2 separate regions of the Mus musculus genome follow, and region 1 is linked to region 2. A link is a contact called in public promoter capture Hi-C data. All regions are on one chromosome and are shown on one strand. The core of a region is the stretch at or near the end of the contact, and the rest is flanking DNA. Distances in the headings are between cores, read along the strand shown.

What was found. Capture Hi-C pulls out chosen DNA fragments and counts their contacts.
Region 1: a contact with region 2 is called in a promoter capture Hi-C map of adipose tissue. The contact joins two enhancer-like sites. A contact is called at or near these places in 1 of 115 datasets of contacts at active chromatin or transcription factors (a beta-TC-6 cell line) and 1 of 9 other capture datasets (adipose tissue).

Annotation. Positions count from the first base shown.
Region 1 is chr13:92,239,651-92,245,859 of GRCm38.p6, reverse strand. The region is part of intron 19 of Msh3 (mutS homolog 3); the gene reads left to right. Among named protein-coding and RNA genes, the nearest start is that of Rasgrf2, 110 kb to the right of the region's middle. Within about 2 kb of position 4,224, at least 80 of the 459 cell types and tissues checked have an H3K27ac peak or open chromatin away from gene starts, as enhancers often do. A contact at or near this core is called in adipose tissue, where this site is marked.
Region 2 is chr13:91,954,268-91,960,450 of GRCm38.p6, reverse strand. The region is part of intron 18 of Rasgrf2 (RAS protein-specific guanine nucleotide-releasing factor 2); the gene reads left to right. Among named protein-coding and RNA genes, the nearest start is that of Gm46435, 33 kb to the right of the region's middle. Within about 2 kb of position 4,645, at least 41 of the 459 cell types and tissues checked have an H3K27ac peak or open chromatin away from gene starts, as enhancers often do. A contact at or near this core is called in adipose tissue, where this site is marked.

The DNA of each region.
Region 1 (6,209 bases), core at 2,975-5,474, 290 kb before region 2:
CCTAGAGGCAAGTACTAGGGTCCAGGTCAAGAAGTAACCTGAGGTTCTTTAGTCCTCAGTACTGTCTATGGTGTGTAGTAGACACATATTTCTTTGTATATAAGAATGTTTGAAGCTGGTAAGAATGAGGACCAACTGCCCAGTTTCCTCTTCCCTCCCAGTACAAGTTGTTTTAGATGCCCAGTAATACTTGCTTTGGCTACAAATTAAATGTAACATTAGTTGAATCAACTGTAGTCATTGACTTTATCCCTAATTACCAAGTACAATGATAATGCCTTACCTAAAACATCTGAGTTTTAAGCTTGACTTCATTTCCTGGCTAGATTATACAAATAGGATCACTGTCGTGTGTGTGTGTGTGTGTGTGTGTGTGTGTGTGTGTGTGTGTGTGTTTTATATAGTGTGATAATTAGATAAATGAACTGAAGGATGAAAGTGAAGGAGGAAGATTAGAGATGCATTTTTAATTATATGTGTGCACATGTGTCTGTGTGTGAGTATGTGCACATGGGTGTAAGTGCTTGTGGAGGCCAGAGAGCTCACCAGCTCCACTGGAGCTGGAATGGTTGGGATGCCTGACATGGGTGCTGGGAACTCTGAAGAGCTGAAGGGACATCTAACCTGGGCCATCTCTTAGCTCCAGGGAAGTATGAATGGTACTTACTTTGTATTATAGGGCTTGTATCTTGTATCTCCTCTCTTGTTTCTGAAACACTGAGAAGGCAGTTGTTCGATACTAACTTGATTTATTAACCTCCATATATATGCATGTGTTTCTGTGTGAGTGCAGCTCTGTGTATGGGTGCTCTTAGGGGACAAAAGAGGACACCAGATCCTCTGGAGCAGAGTTGTAGGTAGCTGTGCACCACCTGATGTGGGTGCCAGGAAGTGAGCTCAGGTCCTCTGAAAGAACTGCAAACCTCTTAGCCACACAGCCATTCTCTCTCACTGATGCTGATTTCCTTTTCTTACAATCACCTGCGCTGGTGTCTGCCCTGAGGTTTCTTTTTCTTCCTGTCTCTAACCCATGGCCATCAATTGAACTCTTGTTCATTCTTCAAGACCCAAAATGTTATTTCCTACTTCACAGAGCCTTCATTACTACTTTACCCAGAAACAAGTTGTCCATGGTAGTATGTCTTTCCATCCTAAAGTTCCTTCCACATATCACATTTTCTTATGTAGGCATAGAGGGTCTGAGTGGTGATAGCAAATAAAAATTCAAATTCAGTTCTACCATTATTTTACTGTCTCCTGAGATGGGCCACCCATCACCTGGCCTTGGTTTTCTTATCTGTAAGTGAAGAGCGGGAAACCAGCCTTGCTTCTACTGTTCTACCGAATGGGAGATGGGTAGGATGCAAGGATCAGGCAGGGTTAAACCACTGCCCTGGCATCTCAGGGGTGAGCCTCACTGTCCCTCCTCACTGCTCCCTCTCTGCTCCTTATTCATCTGTCCTTAAATGTGCAGAGACTGACTGGGCTTGTGCAGAGGAAGGCTTTGTCTGTAGCTTGCCATTGATTGACATTTTCAGGGAATAAAGCACTTTAAAACTGACATTTTTCCTGCTGGCCCTCAGCTACTATAAAAATAGTTCTACCACATTCTATAAAGATGGATTTTAGTATCTGTGCCTGTCAAGGACAGAACCATGGTTTACAGAGAATTCGCTCTTTGCTAGGGCTTAGAAATGAACATGTGACAATTTTGAATTCTTTTCTACTGTTGATTTTGGAGCTACTGTGACTTCCTGTCTTCTGTTGTACCCAGTGGCAGAGTCAAGGACCCCAGGCTGAAACCTCTCCCCTGATTTTACAGTGTCTCTACCTCCTTGCCATTGAGCAGAAGTCCCTTGCAAGATATCTATCAGCAGTTTGCTGCTAGTAGCTCTGTACTGCTGGGCAAGCTTCTTGGCTTCCCAAGGCTTTGTACTTCTTCACCTGTAACATGGGAACATAGGGACCATGTACGTACCTGTCATGTTTGTATCAGGAGATGGAGGCAGGAGAACTGCAAAACTGAGGCCAGGACAGGCTATATAATAAGACACCCCCACCCCCACCCCCATGAAACAAACTGTCCTAAGAACTAAATGAGAAGATGCATATGAACTTGTGTGTGTGTGTGTGTATACATTCATATTAGATACATATGCACTTAGTGTGTATGTGGGTGGTCTGGAAGGCAGAGCATTGACATTGAGTGGCTTCCTCAATCATTCTTTACCTTATTTTGTTAGACAGGCTCTCTCAATGAATCTGGAGCTTGCTGATTGAACTTGGCTGGCTAGCCAGCAAGACCCAGGGATTCTCCTGTCTCTGGTATCTGTTCCACTTTGCCTGGCTTTATGTGTGAGTGGTAGGGATCCAAGCTCAGGTTCCCCAGCTTACAAGCACTTACTAACTAAGCTGTCTCCCAGCCCTTTGTGACTCTCTTCTGCTGTTGATTATTCGTCTTTCCCAGAGAATATAGCACTTAATGTTGTGAGTACTTGGGTATTTCAGGTTCTAGTCTACAGTATGAGTCTTGAATTCTGAACTCAGCATTGCCATTCATGCTGAAGCCAGACTCCTGAGAGAGGTGCCTCTCCTGCAAAGGAGTCTCAGTCTCCCCATCTCTGTGCAAGTGTGGGTGAAACTCAGCCTTGGTTTCTAGTGGCCCCTACCATCCACCATGATGGGTAGCACTCTGTCCACCAATAGCTAAGCCTCCTAGGATGGTACTTACATCTTGTGTTTGCCTCTGTTCATTCTTTCATCTATTCCTTCATCTCTCTGCAGTTTCTTGAGACTTTCTCAGGGCCTGACCTCATGTTGGGTGTCCAGTCTTGTACACTCCCATTCGCTTCAGTCAGCTTCCGTGGGTACAGAGTTCTCATCAAGTGTGGCTTCTTTCTATCCTGTTAAGTTCTTTGCTCATGCTAACAGTGGCTACTGACTATTCTCTTAGGGATGCTCACTCAGCCTTCTGCTCTTCTGGACAGATTTAAGGTATATAATGAATGTATCTGGAAGCCTATGATGTGTGTTATCTCAGATAACAATCCTAACCAGAAGGTAGATGAGCACGTTAGATGGGTGTGTGCAGTTCTTAGTACTTATCTTCCTTACTCTGACATCTTGGGATGGGGAAAGGACTTATATCTTCCCTATTTTTATAAGTAGTACAGACATTGCTTTTAAAATGTAAATGTGATAAATATTTGTAATATCTACCTTTGTACCACAAATGTGTTACCCTTGGTACCACATTTGACTATGAAACATCTACCATGGGAACTTTCTAGCAGTGAGATGGTAATAACAAGTGGTCAAGGAAAAGTCATTTCAGAGAGGAAATGAAAATGTGACCCTGGTTAAGGGACGTCTGTCCTGCCCAGACCTGTGGAAAGGCTTTGAGGCAGGAGTAATCTTATAGCCAACCTCCTGGCTGGTCACTGAAGAGCAAAAATAAGTCTTCTGGCACCAGAGGAACCTTGTAGACAGGTGGACTAAGTAAGAAAGCAGGCAAAGAGACCAAGAACGCCTGCTGCATCTGTGCTGTGTCTAGGGCAGGTTCTGAAAAGAGGCAGTCATCTGTGCAAGGAGCAGTGGGCCAAAGCAGGTGCCATGGTTAGCTCGGGCTTCTGAGAAGATGCACTGCGCCATCGGAATCTTTGTGTCCCCTCCAGAGTCACTCTTAGAAATCCTGAGCACCGAGTTGACGGTGGTAAGGACTGTTTCCAGTCACTGGAGTTGGTTAGATTGTAAGAGAGGATCCTCCTGCATAGGATTAGTACCCTTAAGAAAGGGCCCGAGAGGGTTCATGTGCCCCTTTAGCCTTGTGAGCACCCAGCCAGAAGTTGGCTATGTGCACAGACACAGATCCTGGGCTTCTCTGCATCCAGAATGGGGAAATAAATGTTTGTTATGTATAAGCTAAGAGAGTGCAGGGTGGCATTGAGAAAGGAAGATAAAAGGAGGGGGAGGGGAAGGAAAAGAAAGGCAGGTCAGCCTTGACTGTGACACTTGGACACATTTTCAGTGCTCTGAGAGTCTGTGGAAGTGACAGCTTTTTGTGAAAAACAAGTTCTGTCTTAGTTATTAAGACTGTCACTTTGTCTGTCATACAGAGAGTGGACTGTGGTAAAGGAACACCGGAAAGGCTTGCCGAGAGCCTTGACAGCTGCCTACAGAGCAGCAACAGAGGTGGACACAGGAAGTAGTTATGTGTCAGTGCCTGGTGACTCATCACTGCTGTGTCTCCTGCTGGTGTTTATACTGCCTCTTATTGGAGGTCCTTTAGGGTTGATTAGAAAAATGCCATTTGGGTCTGGAGAGATGACTCAGCTATTAAGAACACTTCCTGCTCTTTCGGAAGACCTAGATTCGTTTCCCAGAACCCACCTGATGGCTCACAGCCATCCAATTGAAGGGAATCTAATACTCTGTTCTGACCTCCACAGGCACAAGGCATATATATATATATATATATATATATATATATATATATATATATATATACATACATGTGTGGTAAGCATATATGCACGTAAGCAAAACACTCATATACATAAAATAAATAAATCTTTAAAAATATCTCTATTTTAAAAAAAAGAATATGCCATTGGTCACTTGAAAGCAGTTGAGTTTAGTGAGCTGAAAAGCTAATTTTTTGTCTGAGCTCGCTCCTCAAATATAGGGGTGTTCTGGAACATTCTATTCCATAGTAACTGCCTCTCTACCCACACAGCTGATGCCAATGGCTTGCCCAGCCTCGCTCTTCTGGGTGTGTGCAGGTGAATCTTTGGGTAGAGTATAGAACCTCTGCTCTGGTATAGTTGTCTATGTCCTATAACTGAATTTAGGTTGAGAGCATTTAGTTTACCTGTCTTTAATTTATGGATAAAAAACTGAGGCCTACAAAACATATCAGCCTGTGCAAACTCTCTTGCAGAAACCACTTTTGCTGGCACAGCAGCCCATGTTTGATTCATAGTTATTCTTTTAAAGAATAGCTTGAGGTGTTGTTACCTTCTTCTTGGCCTGTAATTGTAAGTGATTTACAGGACTTTATTTATTTATTTATTTATACCATTCCTGTTCATCCCAATGATAGAAAACCTTTTGGTTTTTTTGATACCTTATGTAAATAATAGAGGGCTGAATCAAAGATATCAAGGGAAAGTACTCCCACAGAATGATGATTTCCCCTACTGTATGCCAGGTTCCTGTAGATAAGGCTTTGCATCCTATTAGACAGTGGTATCCTCATTTATGTAGTTCCCATTTTATGGATGAGTTTCTTTTTGGAGGACCTAACATGGTAGAATGGAAATGTTCTACACATTTTGGCCTCTTATTTACCTTTTAATTTTTTTTTTGTCCTATTTATTTATTTATTTATTTAGGTTTTTTCGAGTCAGGGTTTCTCTGTGTAACCCTGTCATGCCACCACCGCAGGCTTTATTTATCTTTCTAAAACATAGCTGTGACTGTCTCATACTTCATAGCTTGTATTTTAAATTTAATGACACAGGTAAATCCTACATTTTCAAAAAAAGCATTGGACAATTTTTAGCCATGCTATTGTATCATATTAAACAGTATGAATGGACCCTAGTTGTCCCTAAAAAAAAAAAAAATTGTTTCTAACACGCTGTTATAAGTGTTTATGCCGCAGTGCTTCAGCCTCCTGAAAAGCTACAAAGGGGGCCCCTGGGAAATGATTCGGATTCCCCTTCCCTTTTCCTCCCCAAGTGGACAGTCCTCAAAGAGGAAATAGTTTCTTTTAAAACCACTTACTGTATTAATAAATCTAACCCTGCAGGTAAGGCAGATAGCAGCATAATTCTGTGGGTTGATAGTGTGTGGCCTCTCCTCAGATCCGTTGTAAATATCATCTCACCTCTTGGTTTCCTTCTCTCTCTTACCTGCAGTTGATCAAACCCAGGACTTTGCACTTGTGGATCAAACGTTGTTCTACTAATCCAGGCCTGGATGTCAGGCTCCTTACCTGAATGATGGCAGAGACTCTGTATCTAGAATGGCATCCTGTATTAGATGAGGGCTTTGGGATTTTAGTTAAGTAATTAAAAATAAGCTGATGGTTAGACAATGGAAGGCAGCTTTCAGTAATTTTTAAAACACAAATGGGGAGAAAGCCTGCCTCCCAGGTACTCTGTGCATCCCATCTCTCCGGTGGTGCAGCCAGGCTCAGCTGGTGC
Region 2 (6,183 bases), core at 3,396-5,895:
AAATACATACCTTAAGGTAGCAAGATATCTCAGTGGGTAAAGGTCATCACCGCCAAGTCTGATGACCTGAGTTAGATTCCTGGAAAACACACGGTGGAAGAGAACAGACTTCTAGAAGTTGTTCTCAGACGTCCGCATGTATGCTGTGGCACTTGCATACTTTTACAGTCATGTGCACAACTATATGAACACACATGCACATATTCACACTCAGAAGTGGAATAAATTTACAAATCAATTAATTTTAGTATGTTCCCAGAATAGTGCAACAATCACTACAATAAATTTGAGAAATTTTCCCACAGCCCTGTCTCTCCTGTCTCTTCCTCCAATTTCTCTGAGTTGCTGATATCTTTCTTATCCCCGTAAATTAATCCATTCAGGACATTTCCTATAAAAGAAATCATGTAATATGTTAGTTACCCCTTTTTTTTTTCACTTACTTAGTGTAATGTTTTGGAGGCTTTTCTATTTGTTTGTAGTGTACCAGCCACTTGATGCATTTTATTGTGGGATAATATTCTTTGGTGTGGATATACAATGTTCCACTTATTCATCCACCGGTTTTTTGAGTTGTTGCCATTCTTTGACTACTGTGAATGATACTGACACCACCATTTGTAGATGTGTGGATGCGTGTTTTCACCTCATTTTGAGAACATGTCTAAAGATTGAATTACTGAATTGTGTAATTATAGTTTCATGAATATCATTTAATAAAAAAGAGTCTTATCATTCTTACTGCCAATATTTATTCTAGTTCATTGTTTGAGGCTGTAATTATGTGTATTTTGTACCCTTTGAAATTTTCCCATGGTACTTACATGTGGTGCGCTTTGCTTTGTGTTTTGCTTTGGGCTATTTCTTCATCTCCTTCCCTTTTGTCCCTTCCATTTCAGTTTGGAGATTTCTTTTTCCATCATTAGGCTCAGTCCTTCTCCCTCAGCTGTACTAAGTCTCCTGTGAATTCAGTGAAGGCATTCTCCATCTCTAGCATTTCTTCCTTGACCTTTCTGCTTACAGTGCCTCACTGATTGCACAATGTGCCTGCTTCTTCCACTAAAGCTCTTACCACACTAGCCATCGTTAAATTCCCCATGTAATAGTTGTCATAGCCAAGTCTCTTCCTGAGGTTCACTGTCTGCTATATACTAAATTATGTTCCAAATTCATAAATGTACATTCTAGCCCCAATTACCCCCAAATAGCACTGCATTTGGTTAAAAGTTCTTCAAAGAGTTAACAATTAAATGGCTTATGTTGTGGGTCTAATCCAGTGTGACCTGTCCCTTAAAAGATGAGTTGTTTCAGACCTAAACATACCCAGAGAGTTGACCCCATAATGCCAAAGGAAGGTGATGGCCCCTTAGGTAGAAGTCGAAGTAAGTACCTCAAATGCAACTAAACCTAGTAATAAGGCCGGTTTGACATCTAACTTCCAGAACTGGAAGAAAGTGATTTCTTTTGTTTACATTGCAGCCTTTGGTATTTTATAACTGCAGCCTCAGCAAGCTAATGGGACCCCTCACACTGTGTTCTTGTGTTTTGGTAAACCCTGTAATTTCTTGCTGACAGAGATGATGGTGATAAAGGTCCCCTAGTGTGGGGACTTGTGTTACTGAGGTTGGAATTCAGTTTGCATTTGGGGTATCCTGTACTTACAGGAAACACAGGCTTCAGTTTCTTCTTTGTGTTTGCCCTCTTGGCCACAGTCTTCCCTGACTAGTGCAGAAGTCCTGTGGCTTACAGCCCTTCCTGCCATGACCCACAGCCATTGACTAGATCTCTAGTGGTGTGAGGTGTGATGTCGGAGAGGAGGCATCTGTGTCTCCCAGTAGAAAGTAGTGTTTGGAAAACTCAGTCTCAGAGCTGTGGTTTCTCTGCAGAACAGCTTCTATCCCTGCCTGCCCCATACTTCCATGGCTGCAGCCTTTCCTCCCTTGAATTCCCGATCCCTGTGGATTTCACTTTCCCTGGAGGTAAAACAGAAAGTGCCAGAACGGGAAGAGTGGCTTCCCGAAGCTGATGAGTCTCTGCTGTGTCTTTTTCCTTTAAAAGAATGCCTTTATTAAATAAAAGTGTTGGGCACATTCCATGTTCCTCCTCTCCTCTCCCTACAAGAACCATGAAGAGATCTCGCTCCTGTCTCTACTGTGAACCCACAAGTGTTTCCCAAAGTAAATTCCACTAAAGTGTGGAGCCACCTCAGAGTGTGACCCTCAGTCTCCTCAAGTTCATTTCTGAACCATTGTCATACTCCAGTCGGGAAGCAAAATGACCACTCGATGCTACCACTAAACAGTTCTAGTGGCCTGCTCGATCTGGGCGCACCTTGGATCATCTCTCTGGATACACCTTCTCTTCAGACTTGGGGCAGCCATTTGTCTTACAGCTTAGTTTTCTGTTGTGTCTGAGAAACTTTTTTTAGTTTTAGTTTGCCCAGATTTTTCTTGTGGTAAGCACAAATGTGATAAATTCCAAGATGATTACATGTTGGAGCTAAAACTAAAGTTTTTATGTGGTGGGACTTTTTTCCATAGCATTTTTTCATGTTTTTTTTCTCTATAATTTAATTTATTTATTCATTTTTCATCCCCATCACAGTCCTCTCTCCACTGACTCCAGTCCCCCCTCACATGATCCCTCCCTCCATCTCCCCTCCCATTTACCTCTGAGAAGGGAGAGGTTCCCCTGGGTACCAACCTACCCACTCTAGCACCTCACTGCAGGACTAGGCACATCCTGTCCCACTGAGGCCAGACTAGGCAGCCCAGTTAGGGAAACAGAATCCACAGACAGGCAACAGAGTCAGGGTTAGCCCCTGTTCCAGTTGTTGGGGGATCTGCGTGAAGACCAAGCTGCACATCTGCTACATATGTGCCGAGGGGCCTAGGTCCAGCCTGTGTATGTGGGGTTGTTTAATTCCATGAATTAATCTGAGAAGTACCCACTTTAATAATATTCAGTCTTATAGTCAACAAATTTGGAATGACTTCATTTATTTATATCTTCTTTCATTTATTGGTTTATGAGTTAGTTACACCAGTATTTTTATATTCTTTAGAATTCTTCACGTATCAGTTTATCCATGAATAATAGTAGTTTTATTTCTTCAAGTGTAATCTGCGTGGCTTCTATTTATTTTCTTTCTTTATTGCATTTGCTGGAACCAATATTAACTTTTTGATTTTTTTGTTTGTTTCTATGATTTGATTTCTAAAATAGGACTGGCATGGCTAACATTAATCATCAACTTAATATGACCTAGAAAAAGAGTATCAATTGAGTAGTCTTTAGCAGGTTGCTCTGTCGGCATGTCAGTGAGGGATTGTCTTGATTGTTGATGTTGGAGGACACAGATCACCGTGGACAGTGATGTTCCCTGTTATCTAGTCCTGGGCAATAAAGGAAACTGGCTGAGCATGCATGAAATGAGCCAGAGAGAAAACCAGCAAGGAGAATTTTCCTTCATGGTGTCCTGCCTGGAGTTCATGCCATGATTTCCTCCAATGATGGACGTATTCCAGCTTGTATGTAAAGATAATAAGCCCACCCACTAGTTAAGTTGCATTTACTTAGAGTGGTTTTATGACAGGAGCAGAAGGGATACCAGAGCATGGGGCTTCCTGTATGGTTGGGACTCAAGCTTCTGAACTAAAATAATCTTCCCACTTACTGGTGTGAATGTAACCCTGAGCCTGCAGATCAGCTAAGAATGCTCACAGCAGCTGGCCCTTGCATTCTCTTCTTGGAAAGGGGCCATAGGACAAGCTTGACCACACATAGTATTCACTACTGCTGATCATGTCTTCTCTGCACCTCCCAAGCAGACCCACATCCTTACTACAGAAGCCTGGATGCCCTCTTCCCTGGCTGGGCTGCATTGCCAAGTCTTCTGTCTGTGTATAGACCTTTCCCATGCTCTATGTAGATGATTCTCTTACTGATGCTGCTTCAAAGGGTTGCAAAGCAAGTTGATTCTGCCTCACAGTGTTAATTGCTGTTTGATTCCATCACAGAACCATCTGTTTAGGGCCAGGAAGGTAGCCTAAGCAGAGAATAGGAAGCTGAAACACATTTACACAGGACAGCCACAGCCACCTCCTGCTGAGCATTGTTCTAATAGGAATGAAACATTACAAATGCCAGACCTGCTTTCTCCCTTTGTTTTCGTTTTTAAAGAAAAGCCAGAAACCTGCATGTTTTTGAGAAAATTTCCAGTTTTTATAGAAATTGAAAATGAATTCATACTCTTTATAAACATAGTTGTAACCAAACAAAATATGTCTGTGGGCCACACTTGGCTGTAAGCCATTAGTGGTTGACCTTGGATTTACTATAACCAGTTACAGCTGGAGTTGAGGATGGTTGGAGCTTAGATTTGCTGAGATACCCTCAGATCTTATTAATAGACTCCTGACTTGCTTTATCAGACCCATCCACCAGCTTTTGCATGCCTTTTGCTGGCCTGTCTCCAGGGAGTTATCCCCACTTTTCTACTGTCTTTGACCACTTTGGCTTTCAAAGGGCAATAATCCAAGCTCAAAGATTTGGGAGATGTGTCATTGTCAGCTGCACCATGGGCACATGATGCTGAAGTATGAGAAGAGGAGTGGCAAAGTGCTGTGCTCAGGCGCTCAGTGATGGAGACAGAGGCTCACACTTATGACCTAATCGCTAACTCCTTGCCTTGATATTGCCACTAATTCCATATTAACTGTAAAAGAGCCAGAGCTCAAGAAGCCTGGAATGTGTGACTTATGTCCACTCTCACAGCTGTGTCTGTGCACAATATACTCACCTTATTGCAATGAAAGGATCTAGTCAGAGGGAGCTTTTGTCTGTGTTGAGAGTAGGGTTGCATTTACAGTAAGATATTGATTTCTGTCAATTAAGTTAATGCCACACTTTTACCCTGACATGTTTTCAGGATCTGTGAGAACATCCAGCCTTTTAAAACAGCTTATGCGTACCAATAAAGCTGTAGGAAAGGCAATGAATCTGGTCTTTTGCCAATGTTTGTATTACAAGCTAAAATTGAAACTGCTGGCAGGAGTCACATGTTGATTTTCTATTTCAAAATCAGAACATCATGCAGACATTTTACTGTAGCACATCCCAGGGCAGCTTGTCTAGAGTGGAAAAAGAACAGCTTAGGCTCCTAACTACACCTGCCTCCTGGGCTTCTGAGAAGCCCACTAAAGGCAAGGACTCCAGAAAGGAGAGATGCTGCTGATAGCAAGGCAAGAAAACAGAGGCAAGGAGTCCCCACACCAACACCTGCCCTCCTCTCTCCTGGTTCTCCTTCTACTGGTTGGTCAGGGCATAGTAGGAAATGCTCTGAGCACCTAACCAGGTAAAAGGTGTAAGGACAGATGCTGGCCAACTATGGCGTTCCATATGTAGAGGATTCCCCCATCTTTTCATGTTCTAACAAAGACTGACCTTTGTCCTAGGTTATATATAGCTTCTCTTTTACTGCACCCTGCTTTTCCCCTCTGTATATTCTTACTCTGTGGAATTCTGTACCTTTATGTGACAGCATGTCCTCTAGTTACACTTAGTCATACCATTTGTCAAGCAAATGAAAGGGCATTTTACTTTCCCTTATTTAAGACTTATTAAGAATTTATTTTTTCCCATTTTTATTAGTTTTAATATTTTGTGGAATGTGTTTCAATCAATCATAGTCGCCGTTTCACCCCACTTCCCCCCAAATTCACCCCACCTCCACCCACCCATTTTCAGGCCCTCTTTTATTTAAAAAAATAAAAACAAAACCCATCCAGTACAGTCAGTGCTGCCCATATACTTTTGAGCGTGTGGCCTTCCACTGGAGCATGACCAACCCATTGGGGCCTTCACCCTTAAACAAGACAGTGCTCCCTCTCCCAGCAGCAGTGCTCCCTCTCCCAGCAGCAGTGCTCCCTCTCCCAGCAGCAGTGCTCCCTCTCCCAGCAGCAGTGCTCCCTCTCCCAGCAGCAGTGCTCCCTCTCCCAGCAGCAGTGCTCCCTCTCCCAGCAGCTGTCACATGCCCATCGCTCTCCAGCTAGGGGTAGGACTTCATACATGCCTCCTCTCTCCATGTCAGGAGTTTTGTTTGTTTTTATGTATTAATTAAGTTATTTTTTCCTTTACATCCAAATCACAGCTTCCGGTCCCTCCTCTCCTCCCAGTCCCTCC